Regions from separate parts of the Mus musculus genome. Here regions 2, 3 and 4 are each linked to region 1. A link is a contact called in public HiChIP or PLAC-seq and promoter capture Hi-C data. All regions are on one chromosome and are shown on one strand. The core of a region is the stretch at or near the end of the contact, and the rest is flanking DNA. Distances in the headings are between cores, read along the strand shown.

Region 1 (3,035 bases), core at 257-2,756:
AATACTTGAACCATATATTTTATATTTCTACTTTCTAAGCTTGCTATACTTGTTCAAAATGCTCTTCATGAGACTTAACTAGAGAACAAAGTCTCTGCTGGGCTTTTTTTGAGACTTCCTTTGTCAATGCAATTAATATAAATCTCTTCACCTTAGCCTCAGGTAGACTCTTCAGACAAATGCAAAAAGCAGCCACATTCTTCACCAAAATACCACAAAACAGTCTTTATGCCACATACTGAAATTCCTCTCCACTGAAACCTCTTGGACCATGTCTGAACAGTTCAAATGACAAAGTCTTCCACATTCCTATTAGGATGACCCTTCAAGCCCCATTTAAAGTATTCCGTTGCCTTCCAAATCCAAAATCCCCAGATCCACATTCTTCTAAACAAAAGCATGGTCAGGCCAATCACAGCAACAACCCCGTCCCTGGTACCAAATTCTGAACATATACAAACCATCACAGGGCCATTCTCATCCAAACCACAACATCCACCCCTTTTAAGGGTGGGTAAAAATAAAAGCACTATAATAAACCCACAGCTCTCTGTAACTGAAAGGAAAATACCAGGTTTTGAATTATCTTTTTCCTTGGATGTATTATTATTATTTTTTGAGATAGCGTCTCAATGTATCTCATGCAGGCCTCTAATGTGATATGTAGTCTAGGATGCCCTTCGACTCCTGGTCCTTCTGCTTCCACCTCAAGGGTCCTGGGAGGACGGGTGTACATCACCACACCAAGCGTCTGGGTTTATCAATATTCTTCCCAGATGTCCATAGCTCACCACGGCAGGGATTTTTTTTCTGATCAGGTTTTGACCAAGTTCCAAGTACTAGGGTCATACTTTGTGCATTCGAGAGGCACAGTGAAAGTATTTGCTGAGTTAGTAAGTAGTGGATATTGAATATCTATGACCAGGAACCCTGGCATGGTCAATAGGCTAAGGAACAAAACCTTGAAGTCTGCCTTCTATAATTTAGAGCTGTTACGGGGCAATGTCTGCCCAGTTACACAGCCCTCTCAAACCCTCTTTCTTGCATATTGATGGACTGAGTGATTTCATCCTCAGCAAAAGGAGTGGTATATATCACTTCTGGGACAAAGTGATTTTATATCCGTGGTCACAACCAGGGGAGACCCATCAGATCATCCAAATGAAATTTAAATAAGAAATAAGCTTCAGTTTCTTTAAGCCTTGAAGCTTTGGGGTCTCTTGTTACCACAGTTAGCTTGAACTCAGGAGCTCTGCTAGCCTCATTCCACTCCCGTACCACCCATACTCTGCCTTGTCTTTTCGAATGCATTCTCCAAGCTGAAGTGATTTTCTCCAAAGCCCAAACCTGACTAGGATGCTGCTTTACTTAAATTCCTGATTCCTCAAGGCCATAGGTAACTCCTCGGCAGCGCATTCAAAGGCATGTTGTTGTGGATTTGGTCTCCCAAAACTGCAAGTCTGCATGTAAGACCCTGAGGGACCCTGCCCCCACTTGGTTTTGATTGGTGGATGGAGTTGCCGGCAGCCAATGGCTTGCCAGGGAGACAGAAGCGGGACTTTGGGATTCTTGGGCAAGGAACTGAGGAAGGAGCAGGAAGGGAGATGGATACCAAGCCAGGAAAGGAGTAGAGGCCACACCTGAGAGGTAGGAGACAGAGAGCATGGCTGTCCTATAGGTGCTGGAGAACTCAGCCAGAGAGGGCTGCAGGTCTAGGTCCGGGGCAGCCAAGATGGAATATAGGTTTTAATGAGTCAGGGATATCGGAGGGGAAACTGTGAAGTTTTGGAAGTGACCCAGACATTGAGCTGTTTAAGGCATATTAAAAAGCTGTGTGTGTGTGTGTGTGTGTGTGTGTGTGTGTGTGTGTGTGTGTGTGTGTGTGTGTGTCTGTCTGTCTTTCATTCGGGAACCCTGAACATTGGGGTGGGTAGCAAAGAGCACCTCTGCTGCCACCACCAGGACGATGTGAGTAGAGTTACTTGGTTACAGCAACAACATGTGGTCTTGTGGTCTTTTGTGCAGTAATGGAGATGAAACCTATGGCTTTATGTATTCTAGGCAAGTGGTCTAAATCTGGGCTGCACTACAGCCCCTCACTGGAAGATTATAGGCAGGGGCTCTACCGCTGAGCCACACCCCAGCCTCTCACTGGGAGATTCTAGGCAGCTGCTCTACCACTGAGCCATGTCCCAGCCCCTGGGGAATTCTCTAGCCCTCAGAGATTTTTCTAGGAACTTCTTTTGATTAAATTTCCATAATTTCCCTGATGAGCATTTTGGTTAAAAAAAAAAAAAAGTCAAGTGAAAACAAAACAAAACAAAACAAAACAAAGCTTTTCCTCTTTCATCTCTATCCAGCCATACAACATAGTCCTTCCTTCCTTCCTTCCTTCCTTCCTTCCTTCCTTCCTTCCTTCCTTCCTTCCTTCCTTCCTTCCTTCCTTCCTTCCTTCCTTCCTTCCCTCCCTCCCTCCCTCCCTCCCCCCTCCCTCCCTCCCTCCCTCCCTCCCCCTCCCTCCCTCCCTCCCTCCCTCCCACCCTTCTCTCTCTCTCTCTCTCTCTCTCTCTCTCTCTTTCAGACAGGATCTTTCTATGTAGCCCTGGGTATTCTGAAACTTTTATGTAGACCAAGCCGGTCTAGATGTGTACCACCATGCCTGGCTCTGGTCTTTGCTTTTGCTCCTTCTTTTCTTCTCCTTAATTTTTTTTTTTTTTTTTTTTTTTTTTTGAGATAGGGTTTTATTATGGAGCCTTGTCTAGCCTGGAATTCCAAATGCAGATCAAGATGGTCTGGAACTCACAGGGATCTGTTTGCCTCTGCCTTTTAAATGATAGGATCAGAGGTGTGTGTCACTAGTCCACATCCCTTCTTGGGTTCCTCCTTAACTCTCAAGGTAAGCAGCTGGACCAAGAAGAGGTCATCTTGAGGCTCTTAGTCCCACCTGGGTCTTCCTTGAGCAGTCCCTGAATCTCATCATGCTCTTTAAATATTCATTTATTTTTGTCTTATATGTATGAATCTGTGTATTTGCC
Region 2 (3,097 bases), core at 460-2,959, 1.3 Mb after region 1:
CTCTCCTGGGACCAGCCCTAACCAGCCTGTCCAGGGCTGTAACAATACCACCTGCCCCACCTCCATCTCACTGAGTACTTGAGACCTAAAGTATTGAATTACTTCCTCTCCCACAGCCTCCCAGAAGGGCAGAGGAAGCCTGGTGCACTTCCAAGGGCTTACTAGACCTTAACTCACTTCTCCCCTCACCCTGGCCAACTCTGGTTTTGGCACTCTATCCTTCTGATCTGGACAGAAGTTGAGAAACTTGGAACAGTTTCCAAGATGAGAGCCAAGAACAGACATGGGGGCAGTGACTCAGGAAAACAGAAGGAGAACCTTATATGAGGCAGTGAGGGAGAGTGTGATTTGAGTCTGCGATCCCTTTTCTGTGGCCCTGCCTTTCTCCTTAACCGTCCTTCAGCCTAAGCCCACTGTACTCACAGTCACAGAAGCATAAGCCATAGAAGCCAATAGTATAGAAGAGATACAACCTACAAGAACTTACTGGGAGATAAGAACGGGAGAAACGCAGAGAGAAAGAAAGGGAGGGCCAGGGAGGTCTGTCTACCATGCATGAAGCCCTGCATTTCATCCTCGCCAGTTACCAAAACCAGGTGCGGATGCACATGCCCATAGTGCCATCATTCCAGGGGTGAAGCTGAAAGTTCCAGAGTTCAAGGTCACCCTTAGCTACATAGCAAGTTCTAAGACATTCACGGTCACACAAGACCAGACTAGAGAGATGGTTCGGGGGTTAAGAGCCTGCACCACTCTTACGGAGACTCCAAGTTTGGTTCCTGCACTGCTCACAACAGCCTACAATTCCAAATCCGGGGAATCTGACTCTGACTTCTGTGGGCAACTGCACTCACATGCACATACCAGATCCATACACATAATTAAATTTTTAAAATAATCTTAAAGAGAAAGGATGACTCCAAGTGCCTCATCTCCTACCCTTCAGAAGGACAGCAAAGATGGATACACTTCTAAGGGTCTGCCAGACCCTTGGCTACAACATATCCACCTTTCCTTCCCTTTTAGTCTCTATTTCCTTCTTTCTCTTCTTCTTTTTTTTTTTTAACTTGACAATCAGCAATATCATATGTGTGTTGTTTTAATACGTGTCTCAGGATATTTTATTGCCAGACTAAGAGAGACAGAATGAGAGTCATATAGAATTTCAGAGACAAACTGCAAGACTGCAAGAAGAATCCACTGAGAGAGATGCCCAGAAATGAGGACTCAATGGAAAGGGAATGGGCCTTACACAAGGCCTCCTAGCTAGGGAAGCAAAACTGGACTTGAACTCATAAACACAGAACAGAAGAGCTCAAACTAGGACTGGATCCAGTACTAGATCACAATACTCCCTCCCTGGCCTGTTAATTATTTTAGCCAACACCCCATAACCCCACCTTCTCCTCAAGAACCGGGTCCAGAGTCGGAAAGCCTTTGCTCTGTCCTAAGGCAGATAGCAAGTACTGTCCACACAAAAGGGATTTAAGGTCAGCCTTCAAGCCAGGAAGACCCAGTCAAGTGACAGAGGGTTCTAGAGGTGTGGCCACATTTACCCCACCATGCCAGCTGGCTAAGAGCCCAAGGTCTATAGACAAGGTATGCTAGGATGGTAGGAGGAGATTAAAATCACTGGAAGAACCAGGAAAGAAGGCAGGGCAGAGGAGGAGCATGGAGAGACAACTTAAGGGCATGCCCTGCCCCCACATACACACATACACTGCAGCACACACAAGAACTTCAGAACATTGCTGCAGAATACTGATACAGGTGAGGGGTGGCTCCCAAGAGAGGTCTCTGTCTCTGTCTCTGCAAATCAATTCTGGGACTTGTATGTCTGTCTCAGCTTGTGGACCATGCATGCCGTTTGTCCTCCAGTCTCCAGGCCCTTTTAAAAGGATCTCTCTCTCTCTCTCTCTCTCTCTCTCTCTCTCTCTCTCTCTCTCTCTCTCTCTCTCTCTCTCTCTCTCTCTCTCCCGTCTCCCATCCATCTCCCCACTTCCCCACACCCTTTATTCCTTATTTATTTTCTTCTTTTTAACTTGACAAGCAGCAATATCATGGGTGTCATTTTAATACATGTCTTTTAAGATCCTTTATTTTGCAGTGTCTATCACTGGATGGTTTCATAGTTTTCTGGTTTGGCGTCTTTGTTGTTGTTTGTTTGGCATCTTTGTTGTTGTTTGTTTGGCTTTGAGCTCATTTGTTTGGGATTTTATTGTTGTTTTATTTGAAGGGGTTTTTTGTTTTGTTTTATTTTGTTTTGTTTTGTTGTTTTGCTTCCTGCGACAAGATTGTGTGCATGGCCCTGGACTGGCTAGAAACCCACTATGTAGAAAGGCTAACCTCAAACCTTTAATATCTTCCTGCCTCTGCCTCCCCCATGCTGGGTTGCAGGTGTGCAACATTGTGGCTGGTCTGACTCTGTTTCTTGGTGTGCATCTCTGAGCTAGGTGCAGTGAATACCTATAATCCTGGCACTCAAGAGGCTGCAGCTGGGATTAATCTGAAGCCAGCATGGCCTGCCACGTGAGACCCTGTCTTAATAGACCAGGGAAAAAAGTGTGTGTGCATCCGTCTCTTCAACGCCATCTCTCTTCTTTCTCTTTCTCTGAAGTCATCTCTCTCTCTCTCTCCCCCTCTCTCTCTCTCTCTCTCTCTCTCTCCTCTCCCCTCTCCCCTCTCCCCTCTCCCCTCTCCCCTCTCTCCTCTCCCCTCTCCCCTCTCCCCTCTCCCCTCTCCCCTCTCCCCTGTCCCCTCTCCCCTCTCCCTGTGATTTTCTCTGTCTGTACCCATCTCTGCGTGTCTCTCTATATTTTGTTATTTCTTTTTGTGAGAACCAGTGTTTTGGTAGATGGTTTAAGATAGACAGATGAGAGATAAATGAAAAATGATTGATAGATAGATAGATGTTAGATGGATTATTGATAGATGATAGACTATCAGTAGATAGATGGTTAATGGACAATATATTGTTAGCTGATAGATAATACAGCTACGTAAACAGAAAAGACATAGATTCCACTGTTTCCTATGTTGTGACTGTTGCTTTGGGTTTCTGTAGCTGTCTGTCTCTGCCTATCTCTGCATTCCTTTC
Region 3 (3,156 bases), core at 30-2,529, 1.4 Mb after region 1:
ACTGGGCCAGTCGCCAGACACTGCCGCTGCCAGCAGCCTCCTGACTAGGGACCTCCCTGCCGACCCCACCATGACAGATTCCATCCAGGGATACCAGCTCCACAGCAGGCAGTCCCCTCCTCCTCTTTCTTGGTCTCCAGAACCTAGTTTCTTGCCTTGGATCTTTGGGCCCCTGGAGTTAGCTCCCTGATCCTAAGTGAGCAACCTTGAATTCTGAGGCTAGGAGCCAGCAGAATCCTGCCACCATCTAAGTGAGCCTTGGGTCCACTCTCATGTGAAGGAGACGCCCCTCGGCCCCAGGTCTTCCAGGATCTGCAGGGGAGATGGTGGCTGTTGGGGGCGGTCCTCACCTTTGCCTCCCTTGCTCCTCTACCAGCTGCCTTCTTCCCGGGTTCCAGCCTGTGTATTGGAGGGTGGGGGTGGGTGCTGATCCTTTCCTCCGAATAAAGGCACCCTTTCCCTGCCCCCAGTTCTTTTCTCTCTGTGCTAAGGGGGAGGAGCTCACAGGCAGCTCCAGGTGCAGATGGCCAGACCCCCCACCCCACCCCCTTGTCTAGGGCCATCTGTTGCAGGGAACCTCCTCCGCCCCCCCCCCCACGTGCTGACCACCTGCTCCAAGGGCTGTGGCAGCTGAGAAGTACCCTTCTATCACATACTCGCCCCCCCCCCCACCCCCCAGCTTCAGGCTCCCTCCTGTTCCTGACAACCTCGCCTTTGCTAATGGGCCCTAATGCCCCTAACAGCTGCTCTGCCAAACCTACAGGACAGGGGTAGGGGTGCAGCTGAGTCCAGAACTAGGACCTGGTCTAACCCAATGCCCACTTCTCGCAAGCCAGAGTGATCTCCCTCCAGGACTCCAGGGTCTGTTTCTTTTCCTTCCCCTCCTCTCCCCTCCCCTCGCCTGCAAAAAGTGCCTCGTCACCGCTTCTGCCCGCCCCCGCCGGGCTGGGAGAACCGTGGGGTTAAGCAAGATTTGAGGACGAGGCGCCTCCCAAAGCAATTCTTCAGAAGCAGAACCATAGGGGATCTGAGGTCAGGGGTTATGGAAGCAAATAGAACCTGCGCCTCAACCTGAGAGGCACTCCTCTAGGGATGCGTGCAGGTTCCCGCAAGGCCAGACCAAGGGGCGGGGCGGGCCGGCCTTTGCTTGGGAGGAGACCCGGTAGTGTTTATGTGGGGGCGTGGTCTGCGGGAGGGCGGGGTTATCTTTTGCATATACAGCAGGCGGCGGGCCAATGGGCGGGGTCGGGGCGGGGCGCCGAGGGAGGGATGCTCCCCCGCCCCCGGAACGGAATCCTCCCGGGAGCCGAGCTGGCTCGCGCGCTTGCATCCCGCACCAGCCGCCGGCCCCGGGCCGGGCCCGCGTCAGACCGAGCCGCCGCCACCACAGCAGCAGCAGCACTCGGGAAGCCGGGCCCAACCGGGGCCGCGGGAGGCGGGGGCGCCCGGGCCCTGGATGTCCCGCAGCGCGGCGGCCAGCGTGAGAAGGGCGGGCTCGGGGGGCTCGGGCCGGGGGCGGCGCCGCTGCTGATGTGGCGAAGGGTGGGAGGCGGCAGCAGCGCCCGGATGGAGAGAAGATGCCAAGGCTGGAAAGGGTGGTCCTGGGTGGGGGTCCGGGAACAGGTTCCTGGCAATCCCAAACCTGCCAGACTGGGGTCTGGTCCAGCACAGGCCATCTCTGCGAAGGCCCTGAAAATAGGGATCCTGGAATACAGATTCCCCCCAAATCATGGACAGGGCTACATAAATTCTAGGTAAAACTCCCTGGGCAAGGTTTGGCGTTCAGGGTCCGGATACGGTCCCCTTTATCAAGCTGAGGCCTTAACTGAGCCGATTCCAGACAAAATCAGTACTCTTCCCTGCTAGAGGGTTTCTTTGAGCACAACAGCCCCCTGGGCGATGTCTTGAAGATGAAGTCCCTGGATAGAGCTGCCAAGGCTAAGGCTCTGGGGGATGGGGGGGCGGTTTCCAAGTACTGTCTACTCCCTGGGGTCCTGGATCCAGCCTGTCCCCCCAAGCCCTTGGGCGGTGTCCCAGGCAAATCCCCTTCTCAGAACAAGGTCTCTGTGTCTGAAACTCCACCCCAGCGTGAATAAAATAAGGAGAATTTCAGGCATTCCCCTACCCCACCTCCACCCCATGCTTAGTCAGGGGTCTCAAGACATTGGTCTCCTAGGCCACCCCTTTTGTCCCTAGGGCTGCTCAGCGTCTAAGAGAGGCCCCACCCGGAGACAATGCTCAGCTTTCCCTTGCCCCCCAGGCTCCAGGATTCAGCCTGGGCTGGGGGCGGCTCCCCAGAGACGGGTGGAAACCTGTCTGTAGCCTCTGTGGTGACCAGCGGCTTTGTGTGGTTGTGTGTGTGTGTGTGTGTGTGTGTGTGTGTGTAAGGGTTGGGGATGTGGCTAGAAGTGTGATCTGGTGTTTGTGTGACTGTAGCTGTGTGTGTGCTTGCATTACAGCTGGCAAGGATGAGGTATCCTGCGTTGTCTGCCTGCATGCTTGTGGTTGGATGTGGTGATGTCTGGTGTGTGTGTGTGTGTGTGTGTGTGTGTGACCGTGGATGTGATGGCAGCCGTTCACTGTTCAGACTCCTGTACTTTTTAGACTGTGTTTAAATAGATATGCATATGTCTTTTTGTGAGACCCTGTGTGTATGTACCTTGGTATGTGTCAACATCTGTGTTGGGTTTGAGGTTGGACTTCTGTGTGGCTGACTGAAGATGTGGGTGGAGCTGTAACTGTGTGTAAGTAGAATTGTGACTCTGACCATGTGTGACACAATGTTGTGCTTATGTCTGATTTTTGTACTGTGTTCATTGCGACTCTGGGTGTGCGACTGCCATTGTATTTGAAGTCACATCGTGCCTGTGGGGCTGGACCTCTGGGAAGGCAGTGTATATGACGGTGGTTGTGTGTTCCTTGCCATGTCTGTGTATGTGACTGGGGTTGCATAAGTGACTGTCCACCTAGCCGTGTGACACCGAGTGTGCACTACAGCCTCCTGTGTGTGATTTGAGTTGCGAATCTGACTTCTCTGAAACTCTAGTCTATTACAAAAGATTAATTGTGTGGGACTCAAGCTGTGGATGTTGCCTGTGTGCCAGGGGTGTGTATGGGATTGGCTTCTATTTCCTCTGTGTGTATGTGTGACCCACT
Region 4 (3,395 bases), core at 439-2,938, 1.3 Mb after region 1:
GGGCATCCCCACCATCCTTGGCCCACTTCCGTTTGGGGGCCTCAGGCCGGGCACCCTGGGCCGCCAGTCGCTGGCACTCCTTGGTGACCAACGCAGCAGCACCTTCACTCTGCAGTGGCCAAAGCTCACCACCATCCTGCCCACCAAAGCCCTCCCGCAGGGGACTGGCAGTGGTCGTAGTAGCAGTGGCTGTGGTTCTGGGGGTCCCATTGCCAGCCGAGGCCTCCCCAGATGCTCCTGGACGGTGATAGGCCGGGAGCAGAGGGCAGGGCAGGTAACTCTCCACCCCCATTCTGGCTCGGCTAGACTCCAAGGACTCTGACACAGACCCTGGCAACTGAGGGAGAGCTTGATTCAGGGCCTGCGGCTGGCACGGGCTGTCCATGGCAGCAGTGTCTTCATCCCCCGGGCATGGAGGGCACGGCCCGGGCCCATGGTGCCACCCTCCTCCGCCTCCTCCTCCTCCACTTGATGCAGCCCGGGGCCGCTGGGCCTCGTGTGGGGCAGGGTGAGGCAGGGCAGGCAGCAGGGGCTCCTCTAGTGCTCTGGGGGTGCTCGCTGGTCCCCAAGTCCACAGTTGTCTCTAGGAGCTTGAGAAGGGACTGATGGGGGTGGCTGGAAAAGAGAAAAGGAAGAACTTAAAAGAAGTCAAGAGACGAGCAGGTGGGAAGGGGTGGGGATGGTACCAGCAGGAAGTAGATGACAGACTGGGCCACAACAAACACACACGCACACAGGGAGACAACATGGGGCATATAACTTGGGAATTTGAGAGGGAATGTCTGGCATAAAGAGTAATAGAGAGAAAGTGCAGAGAACGTTGCATGACGGCCCAGAGAGGAAGGTGATAGGGAGACAGATATCTGTGGACGAAAAGCGACGATGCAAGTGGAAAATACAAGGTACCTGCCTGAGGTTTCTATAGAGACTCAGAGAGATGAGGAGGGAGGAGACACAGAAAACGGGAGTGTGGAATCTAGGGTAAAGTCAGGGTTGTGGGGAACCAACGGGCAATGCCACCGCGCAACATTCGCGGGAACCTAATCGCCTGGGTGGAAGATTACGAGCCAGGGCAGGCGGGGAAAACCGGGAGTCCAGGGACAAAGAGAACAGGGAGAAAAACAAGACGGCAGGGGAGCGGGAGGGCCGGTGGGGTCGACCTGTGCCCTACGGGAGGAAGCCTACTGGGGCCCGACACACACCCAGCCGGAAGGGAGGTCCTGCCAGACGGACGGACTGACGGAAGGGAGCCCGAGAGCAGAGTCCGACCCGACTGCCTTCCTCCCAACCCCCTCCGCCAGGACCCAGGGGCCGCGGGACGCCCCGGGTGACTGAGGCGGGGCCGCCTCGGCCCGGCCCCTCCCCTTGGTGGTTATTGCGCGCTCCCGTGGCCCCCAATGGTCCGCCCCACCGCGCCGGGCGCGCGCTTCCTTCCCCACCCCCAACGCCCTAGCGTGGGGTCGCTGCCGCCCGCGCGCGCTCCCGCCTCCAGCCCCGTCGCCCGCGCCCGGCCACCGGGCCTCAGACTCCTTCTCCTCCCCGGGTCTTTCCCTTCGCGCGACCTCCTCACCGAGCTTTTTCCTCCGGCCTCGGCGCCGCCGTTTGTGCCAGCCGCCCTGCGCTTCGCAGCGCGCCATACCCCGCCCCCCACCGCCCGCGACGCCCCGCCCCCGCCTCGCCCGCTGGGCACGTGACAGCGGCCCGGCCGAGGAGACTGCGCGTGCGCGAACCGCACGTTGACAGGAGGCTTAGAACGCACTGCCCAAGAAGTGAGCTGGTCCGGGACGCGAGGCTTATTTGCATTATGTGCTCCTCCCCTTCCACGCGAAAGCAGACACGCAGGTTCAGTAAAAGGCGTTCTGTGAGTTCTCAAGACGGCCCCTTGGAGAGGGGTACAAAAGAGCAGTTTCACACAGAAAGGCCCACCCCTCGGAGCCAAAAGTGTCAGTGAACTTGTCAGCTGGGTTCTTGGCATTTGCTATGCAAATGTCTCATTTACATGGGCCGCTCCTGCACACAGCCCAAGAGTATATTGAGAAATGACTGCGCAGTTAGTTGGAAAGTGTATGTAAATTCCTACGTCAGTAATTTACATAAGCACTTAAAAAAAAATAACGGTGAGTACGGGACGTCCTTAGAGAAGCGAAACCGGGTAGAACAAATGAGCAAATGTGTACTATTTGCATGACCCGCTCCTCGCTGCTCCCTCAGGGCAACTGTGGGAGTCAGATTAAAGCAACCTGGGACAGACTCACAAAGAAGACATTTGCAAAACCCAGCTCCTCTGTAGCCCAAGCGGATTTTTTGTTTCTGTAGTGCTGGAGACTGAATCCAGAGCTTCACATGTGCGATGCAAGCGCTCTACCACTAAGCTACTCTTAATATTTATACCACCATTCCGGGGAGGGCTGTGTGGATAGGGTTATTTGAATGCCCGACCCTTTCCACCAACTCCAGGGCCTAACAAATGGGCAATAAGTGGGCTTGGATACTTGCTGACATTTTGTGAGAGCAGCTGAAGCTGTCCTGAGGGGGGCTGCACCTGTCTCCAGAAGGCTATGGCTATAAAGACATCAGGGTACATTAAGTATGACCAGGAGTCCGGGTTGCACAAGAACCACAGTGGCACATGGCGAAGAATGTTCGTGTTCGCAGGCACACAGACACACACAAAGAAACAAATCTCCATCAGTGCACACACAAACCTCAGGAGCACGTGTTTTTAGGAACACAGTGAGCCACCGTCCTAGTTTGCAGACATGAGGTGGTGTACACTAAGTCAAACCAGGCACAGACTCAAGACCCCCCCTTAGATTCCCAAGTCCTCGGTCTTGATGTTGCACACAACAGCAGCCTCACCAACACAGTCACCAGGCCAGAGACTACTCACATGCCACAGTGTCATACTGCCCCATACATGTCACACACAGGGATGTCATCGCTGCACACACCACCTTTGATGGATCGTGTACTGCCACTACCATGAAGCATGTACACAACCTGGGATGGGTACATTGTAATCCCAGCTCATGGGAGGCTGAGGCAGGGAGACCTCAAATTCCAGGTTAGTCTAGGCTATAACAAGGCCCTGTGTCAAAAAGGGGGGCTGTGTGTAGGAAAAAGCAAGGACATGTATACAATGACGAACTCTGTCCTCAATGAGTACGTGAGCCAGGATGTACCTACCCCAACTTGTCCCACAAACCAAGTCCCACCACCCACAAACAGGGGCTCCTCATGCAGAGGCCTATTCATAGCTTCCATTAGAGACCACTTCGGTTTCCTCATCTCAGAATGACAGAGGCCGAAACACAGGTGTAAACAATGCTTTATGGAGGACCAGGACAGGATGGAACAGGCCTCCAGGTAATAAATAACAGACTTGCAACAGCGGG

The links. Promoter capture Hi-C pulls out the DNA fragments that hold promoters and counts their contacts. HiChIP or PLAC-seq counts read pairs in DNA pulled down with a chosen protein or histone mark.
Region 2: a promoter capture Hi-C map of embryonic stem cells shows a contact between it and region 1, with 9 times the contacts expected there. The contact joins the promoter of Cyp2f2 here to the enhancer-like site in region 1. A contact is called at or near these places in 16 of 39 promoter capture datasets (the 3T3-L1 cell line, 3T3-L1-derived adipocytes, the C10 cell line and 7 more), 11 of 484 Hi-C or Micro-C datasets (LSK cells, adipose-derived mesenchymal stem cells, cerebellum and 7 more) and 1 of 115 datasets of contacts at active chromatin or transcription factors (embryonic stem cells).
Region 3: a promoter capture Hi-C map of liver shows a contact between it and region 1, with 6 times the contacts expected there. The contact joins the promoter of Numbl here to the enhancer-like site in region 1. A contact is called at or near these places in 9 of 39 promoter capture datasets (the 3T3-L1 cell line, 3T3-L1-derived adipocytes, cranial neural crest and 5 more) and 1 of 115 datasets of contacts at active chromatin or transcription factors (extraembryonic endoderm stem cells).
Region 4: a contact with region 1 is called in an H3K27ac HiChIP or PLAC-seq map of embryonic stem cells, with 11 times the contacts expected there. The contact joins the promoter of Egln2 here to the enhancer-like site in region 1. A contact is called at or near these places in 12 of 39 promoter capture datasets (the 3T3-L1 cell line, cranial neural crest, embryonic stem cells and 7 more), 1 of 484 Hi-C or Micro-C datasets (bone marrow-derived macrophages) and 4 of 115 datasets of contacts at active chromatin or transcription factors (astrocytes and embryonic stem cells).

Annotation. Positions count from the first base shown.
Region 1 is chr7:25,858,580-25,861,614 of GRCm38.p6, forward strand. No RefSeq gene overlaps it. Among named protein-coding and RNA genes, the nearest start is that of Gm46015, 22 kb to the left of the region's middle. Within about 2 kb of position 1,507, at least 21 of the 459 cell types and tissues checked have an H3K27ac peak or open chromatin away from gene starts, as enhancers often do. A contact at or near this core is called in embryonic stem cells and second pharyngeal arch cranial neural crest, where this site is marked.
Region 2 is chr7:27,118,246-27,121,342 of GRCm38.p6, forward strand. Cyp2f2 (cytochrome P450, family 2, subfamily f, polypeptide 2) reads left to right here and starts at 1,710. Exons shown (of 10, transcript NM_007817.2): 1 at 1,710-1,770.
Region 3 is chr7:27,257,482-27,260,637 of GRCm38.p6, forward strand. It overlaps Numbl (numb-like), which reads left to right and starts at 1,280. Exons shown (of 10, transcript NM_010950.2): 1 at 1,280-1,480. The coding sequence starts at 1,457. Coq8b (coenzyme Q8B) reads left to right here. Exons shown (of 15, transcript NM_133770.2): 15 at 1-468. The coding sequence ends at 44.
Region 4 is chr7:27,165,114-27,168,508 of GRCm38.p6, forward strand. Egln2 (egl-9 family hypoxia-inducible factor 2) reads right to left here and starts at 1,689. Exons shown (of 6, transcript NM_053208.4): 1 at 1,571-1,689; 2 at 1-615. The coding sequence starts at 385. It overlaps Rab4b (RAB4B, member RAS oncogene family), which reads right to left. Exons shown (of 8, transcript NM_029391.2): 8 at 3,320-3,395.